Regions from separate parts of the Oryctolagus cuniculus genome. Here region 1 is linked to region 2. Evidence: chromatin contacts called from public Hi-C data. All regions are on one chromosome and are shown on one strand. The core of a region is the stretch at or near the end of the contact, and the rest is flanking DNA. Distances in the headings are between cores, read along the strand shown.

Region 1 (3,586 bases), core at 859-3,358, 300 kb after region 2:
GACCTTTCTCTCTGTTTCTTTCTCTCACTGTCTATAACTCTGTCAAATAAAAGAAAAAAAAAAAAAAAAAAAAAAAACCAGGAACTAGAGTAGGAAGCAAAGGCTATTCCAGAAGATGACCAGGGCTTGAGCAAGTTGGGAAAACCTGGGGGAATTAAAGAGGAGGGGAGAGAGTTTTCCAGAGTCAACATGAGCAGAGCTGGGGCACGCAGAGGTTATGCTGTTGCCCTTGGAAGGAGGGCAGCTGGAGCTAAGGGTGGAGAGGGAAGGAGAGGGTCAGGGAAGCTCTGAGGACTCGAGCCTGAGCTAATGGCTAGGATCCCTCCTCCCTTCACTTTCATCCACCTGTCTTCTCCTTCCTGGATTTTTATGGACCTTAAATACCTGAGGGTGCGAAGGGCTTCAGCAGGTAGCCAGGGCTCCCATGCCTTGGCCATTGCCTCATAGAGCCAGCGGGAGGAGTGGTTGCCCTCTATGAAGGGAGGCGGGAAGCTGTTGACAGGTGTGCTCTCATGGTTGCCCACAGCAGGGTACACTGGCACTGGCCCCAAGAACTTCCTCACGAGGGCTGTGATGGTGTTCAGGGCCCGCAACTGGTCCTGACGAGACTGCTGCCAGACGTCATGGGCGGGGATGTCCCCTGTCCAGTACACCATATCAAACGGGCCTGCTAGGCCCACCCCACTCAGCAGGCTCTCCAGGGTCCGCAAGGGCAGGTCACACTTGCTGTACTCGCCCCAGTATCCAGCACCTGGCCGAGAGGCAGGGGGCAGGCCAGAGCCGCGGCGGCAACACAGTGGGTCTGCACAGTCAGGGTCTGTGCCCTCCAGGTAGTCATGATCCCAGTGCAGGTCAGTGAGGAAGAGGATGCGGCTAATGGGGGCGCCTGGGGCTGGAGGGCTGGGCGGCTTGGGGGGTGGCTTCGGCACTGCAGGCAAAGAGATGTTCCAGGAGGAGAAGATGTCCCAGTGCCCGCAGCTGGAGCCCAAGAGCAGGCCACAGGCTTCCGAGGGGCTCAGCACCGAGCGCGTCCACACCTCTACCACGTCGTCCTCAAAGAGGTGGACGGCCGACTGGCACACAGCGGGCGGTGCTATCTTCAGCAGATTACACACCTTGATGGCCACAGAGCCCACCCGTGCCACATTGGGCTCCTTCTGTGGAGGGAGCAAAGAGGGGGTGAGACACCAGAGATACAGTAGGGGAACCTGGCCGACACCTCTTGGGTCTCCATACCCTAACGGGGGCTGGGCTGGACTCAGTGCCACTGAAGTGCCTCCCAGATATGCACAATGCAGGCAGTGCCAGGCCAGTGCTTCCTCCTTGACCAGTGGCCAGCAGCACGCTTTTCAGGACCTTCGTTTGGCCAGCTGGCTTTCTCAGTCTTCACTCTTTCCTTACTTCACAAAGCTCCCACTGGGACGGTGGTGCCGTGTAGGCATGGGTTTCCCCACTGGGGAGCAAACAGTCAAGGCTTGTAGATGCCACCTTCTCCATCCATCAGGGATGCATTCAGACCCTGGGGCATCTGCTTTCCTCCCAGTCCTCACCCCCCAGGGCTCCCACCTGGCCTGCCCCATCTCAGCCCCTTTAGCACTCACCTTCAGCCCGAAGTTGATGGCGGTGAACAGGGCTTTGCACACGGGGCAGGTGAGGTTCCACCACCCCAGAGCATTCCGGAGCTGGGGCGCTATGCCATTGAACCGTGCAGGATGGCCGTGGGCAGGAAGAGGGTGGGCTTCCGCGGGGGCCCCAAGAAACAGGGAGTCACCCAGAGCCAGGGCCAGCGTCAGGCCCAGGCCCATCCAAAGGAGTCCTCGGTTGGGGGCCCCCAAGGACCTGTCCAGTCCCCGCCCCCAGCCAGATCCGGAGTGGCTTTGGACCGGTGACACTCCGTGGCGGGGCATTGCCAGGGTTCCTAGACAGGGCTGGCTCGCCTGTCCGACCCTGGCCGGCCCTCAAGGCCCGGGAGGCGCTGGGGACACCCGATTACTCTTCTCTCTAAGTCGGCTGATTGCTCAGCAGTCAGCCGCAAGCAGCTCCGCCCCTTCCTCTTCCTCTTGTCAGCAACAGCAACAGCTGATCCCGGCGGCCGCCGAGAGTCCTGTCAACTCTGCCGGGGCGGAGCGGCGTGGCTCGCCCGGGCCCGCCCCTCCCTCGCCCCTCCCTCGCCCCTCCCTGGCCCGGACCGCGTGGGCGTGGGGCGGGCCCTTGCTCCCTGCGGTTAACCAGGGGCACCGCCTGGCAGCCACAGCCGCACAAAACCGCGCCAGCTTCTGCGCTTGTGCTGTGGCGCTGCATCTGTGTGGCTGGGGGGGGGGGGGTGCTTCCGAGGCTCCTGGGGGGCTGCACTGCCCAGATGTGCACTCAGACTTCTGCCCTTTGCGTGGTGGGAGGCGGGAGGAGGAGCAGGGCCAGGCGAGGATCCTCCAGGTGAGTGTGCAGCTCCCGTCAAGGGGGCTCCTCGCATCCTACCTTCTGCCCCTGCCGCCAGCTCCCTGGAATCACCTTGACAGCCCTTGAGTCACTATTGATCCAGCATTCTCCAAATACACGGGAACTCTCGGCTCATCTAAGGCTTCGGACGGTAAAATGACCTAGGAGCAGTAGAGACCATACAGCAGCGGTGGCTGGGAACAAGAGCTTTGTTCTCCACCGAGTATCCGAGTATCTGTAATAGTAACAAAGCCAACATGTATTGCCTTCTTTACGATGTGCCAAAAACTTAATCCAGGCACCTTCTAATTACTCTTCAATTCTGACACCTCTAAGAAGTAGATGTAATATTGTTAACCCCGTTTCACAGATGGAGAAACCAGCACAAGGGAAGTTCTGCGCAGAACAACAGTTAAAACTTATGCTGTTCAACTTCCACAAAGCTGTCAGTTCTTTCCTTTGAGAATTTCTTCCAGGTGACTCCCCGCTCTCCACCCCACAACCCAGTTCTGTGGGCATCATCAAGGAATTGGGTTCCTGCTAGGTGGGAAACATAGCTTTAGTTCCCAGCTGCTGGCTGTGTCTGTCCTGGCCAGTCCTAGCCTTTGTGGACACTTAGGGGAGTGAACCAGAGATGTGAACTCCATCTCTGTATCTCAAATAAATAATAAATTATAATTAAGGTACAGTAATCACAATAATTATTAACACATATTTTTAAGATTAGAGCTGGATTTTTTCATCTTTTTTTAAAAAAAGATTTATTTATTTACTTGAAAGTCACAGCTACACAGAGAAAGAAGGAGAGGCAGAGAGAGAGAGAGAGAGAAAGGTCTTCCATCTGCTGGTTCACTCCCCAATTGGCCACAACTGCCAGAGCTGCACCCATCTGAAGCCAGAAGCCAGGAGCCTCCTTCAGGTCTCCCATGCGGGTGCAAGGGCCCAAGGACTTGGGCCATCTTCTACTGCTTTCCCAGGCCACAGCAGAGAGCTGGATCAGAAGTGGAGCAGCTGGGTTTCAAACTGGCACTCATATGGGATGCTGACACTTCAGGCCAGGGAGTTAACCCACTGCACCATAGTGCTGGCCCCCGTAGTGCGGTATTTTCATATAATCTATGCAATTCTCTCCCTCCCACATATTTGTGTG
Region 2 (3,388 bases), core at 549-3,048:
CCCACTATGCCACAGTGCCGGCCCCTACAGAAGAAAACCTTAAAAGTTTTTCCTAATTAGAAATTTAATTTTCCTAGTTAGAAGTTTTCCATGAAAATATCTAAACTGAATTCTTCAACTATGAAAATATTTGAAAACTGCACAAATGGTTCCCAAAGAAAAAACATATAATATAGAAGGTAACTTCTGAAATTTACTGTGAAGTATGATTTGTATAAATCCTTGCCAACATCCCCATGTTTATGACTTTTCTTATGACTATCTCTTGCTTCATGTGAAAGAAAACTTACAAAATAAAAAAAAAAATACTAAGTGTTATTTGGTCACCTACAAGCAGAGTGACAAATATTAATTACACTGTCTAAAGAACATGATTATGTATTAGTTATGAAGGGCCCCATAACAAAGTAAAACAACCATGGGGCTTGAAACAACAAAATCTATTGTCTCACATCTCAGGAGGTTAGAAGTTAAAAATTATAGTGTCCACAGGTTATGTTCTCTGAAAGATCTAGGGACGGATCTATGATGTTCTTTTAGCTTCAAATGTTTCCTGGCAATCCTTGGAGTCCATTCCTTCACTTGCAACTATATAGCCAAACCCTCTCTTGATGGTCACAAGCCATTCTCCTTGTATGTCTTTGTCTTTGTCAGACAATCTTCACCCTGTGTGTCTGACTCTTCAAATGCCTTCTTTTTACAAACTCGCCATTTTTCATGAACTGTCCTTCCTATTTCAGTATGACCTTACTGTCATTGATTACATCTGCAATGACTCTTTCCAAATAAGGTCACATTCTGAGGTGGCCGGGGGTGGGAGAAGTGGGGGGATGACAGTTCAACCCACAAAGAATAATACTGATACTCACTGTAAATTTGGAGACGTTGTGGGGCTGACACTGTGGCACAATGGCTAACCTACCCGTTACGATGATGGTATTCTATATCTGAGCAGCCGGTTGGAGTTCTTGCTGCACCATTTCCCACCCAGCTCCCTGCTAATTCACATGGGAAGGCAAGGGGAGATAGCACAAGGACTTAGGACCCTGACACACACATGGGGGCTCCCATTGGAGTTCCTGGCTCCTGGTTTCTGCCTGGCCAGACCCGCCTATTGCGGCCACTGGGGAGTAAACCAGCAGATGGAACTTCCACATCGCATCAAATCTCCAAACCCCACTGCCCCATCGTCTGCCTTTCAAATATTTAAATGAATCAAACTTTTCAAAAAATTAAACTTGCAGAGTTGAGATTCAAAAGTAAACTATAATGTTATTGTACATGAACAGATAATGTGTAAGTATGCTTTTACCCTTTCGAAAAATACAGAGATGTAATTCTAAAATGCTAGCCCATTACTCTGTCTTTTAGCGCTAGGATTTTTAACTGCGATGACTACTTCAACAACAGAAAAGTCTCACTATCTGAGTTTCTTTCCTGGGCTTCCTGGTTACTCCTTTCGCCATTACTGCTACCGGCGGCCCGCGCTCAGTCAGCTCGCAGCAGCGCGACCCCTCCAGGCGCGGCTCCCTCAGACACTCACTTTCTTAGCCGCTCCGCGGAGGAGCTTCCCGTCCGTCTAAACCCCGCCACGTCGTTTAGGAGGACCCGATGGCCGCCGTTTGCCACACTAGGTGGCGCCTCGCTCCCTGGCTCGCCGCGGAGCACCCCCTCACAGCGAGGGACGCTCGCCCGGCTCTCCGCCTCGGGAAAAGCTCAACTCCCCTCCTCCGCCCTTCCTCAGATTGCCAGCGAGGCACTCCGTGATGCTCATGCGCAAACACGTCCGCCACGCACCGGGCGACGGCGCATGCGCCCCGCCGTTCCTCCGCCTGGCCCCTCCCCTGGCGTTTCCAGTTCCGGCCTCTGAGGGGCGGGGGCGCTGCGAACATGCGGTTGTCGGTCGCCGCCGCCGTCTCCCACGGCCGCGTATTCCGCCGCCTGGGCCTGGGACCCGAGTCCCGCATTCACCTGTTGCGGAACTTGCTCACGGGACTGGTGCGACACGAACGCATCGAGGCGTCATGGGCGCGCGTGGACGAGATGAGGGGCTACGCCGAGAAGGTAAGGAGCGAGGCCGGCCTGTCTCCGCGCGCGTCTAGGCTGCAGGGGCGGGGTCTGGCTGAATTTGGCGAGGAATTGGACTGCTCTGGTAAACCCTTCCCCAAGTCTGAATCACGTAGGATCCTAGACTGAGCCCAAACCGGAGACGAGTAAGGGCTGCGTAGTCGCGGGCGGCCTGAATTAAAGACCCTTGAGTGGCGGGATGAATTGATTGCCATCTCCTCGCAGCTCATCGACTATGGGAAGCTGGGAGACACCAACGAACGAGCCATGCGTATGGCTGACTTCTGGCTCACGGTGAGTGTGACCCGTCTTTGCCTCCCAGATGCACTGCTTGCTCCCTCAGAGGAGGGGATTGTTGGAGGGAGGGGGCCGGGCAGAGTTAAGCTCTGACGTGTGGACCACTGTTAGGAACTAAATTGGAAACTTGTGTCTTAAGTTGAACCCGGTGCGACTACGCATACGCCAGAATGACCTGTGAATGGCCCCTCTGTGTAATACTTTGGGGGGGACGTGGGGGAGGTCTGTGTACATGTGTTTGGACCCTACCTTTGGGAGTAGCTGAGAATTAAATGCCTCTGCAGTTGTACCTGACTCCACTCTCTCCTGAATAATTCTCCCTCTAGGAGAAGGACTTGATCCCAAAGCTGTTTCAAGTCCTGGCCCCTCGGTACCGAGATCAGAATGGGGGCTACACGAGAATGCTGCAAATCCCGAATCGGAGTGAGCAGGATCGGGCCAAGATGGCTGTGATCGAGTATAAAGGGAACTGCCTCCCACCCCTGCCTCTGCCTCCCAGAGACAGCAACCTTACACTCCTAAACCAGCTGCTGCAGGGACTGCGGGAGGACCTCAGGCTGAACCAGGAAACAAGTATTCACAGCTGCCACACAACTCAAACACCAGGAACCTAACTGGGGCTGATGGGTCTGCAGCTCTCATTGGTGCCACTGATTACAGGCCTCTGCTGCTCTTTTATTAATGTCTGAGAAGACCTAGAGTGAGAGTTCTGGAATGGACAATCTTAATGGGGTCCAGAATCTTCTGGCCCTTGACCTGCACAGTATATAAAATTCCTTAACGTGAATATATGTAAATTGATTTTTTTCTTCTTCCTCTGAGGTTTCTGGAGAATGAAAACTAAATGCTCAATCTACCTGAGATAGTAAATTCATGGCTTGATTTTCTGATTCTTAGTTTCGGGTTCCGTGTGTTTAGTATAGTTTATTTTTGTTAATGCCATTTTAGATGGGACACATCTTACAATTCCAGTGTTGCTCCTGAAGGTGATTATGTTTTGACACCCAGCATAGAGAGTGAGCCG

The links. A called contact is a pair of places that touch in the nucleus more often than the background predicts.
Region 1: a Hi-C map of an unstated tissue shows a contact between it and region 2, with 2.6 times the contacts expected there. The contact joins the promoter of SMPD1 here to the promoter of MRPL17 in region 2. A contact is called at or near these places in 3 of 6 Hi-C or Micro-C datasets (ear pinna, liver and an unstated tissue).

What each region holds. Positions count from the first base shown.
Region 1 is chr1:60,498,151-60,501,736 of mOryCun1.1, forward strand. It overlaps SMPD1 (sphingomyelin phosphodiesterase 1), which reads right to left and starts at 2,109. Exons shown (of 6, transcript XM_002708758.5): 1 at 1,602-2,109; 2 at 385-1,157. The coding sequence starts at 1,907.
Region 2 is chr1:60,200,640-60,204,027 of mOryCun1.1, forward strand. It overlaps MRPL17 (mitochondrial ribosomal protein L17), which reads left to right and starts at 1,799. Exons shown (of 3, transcript XM_002708772.5): 1 at 1,799-2,064; 2 at 2,293-2,361; 3 at 2,691-3,234. The coding sequence starts at 1,891. The coding sequence ends at 2,978.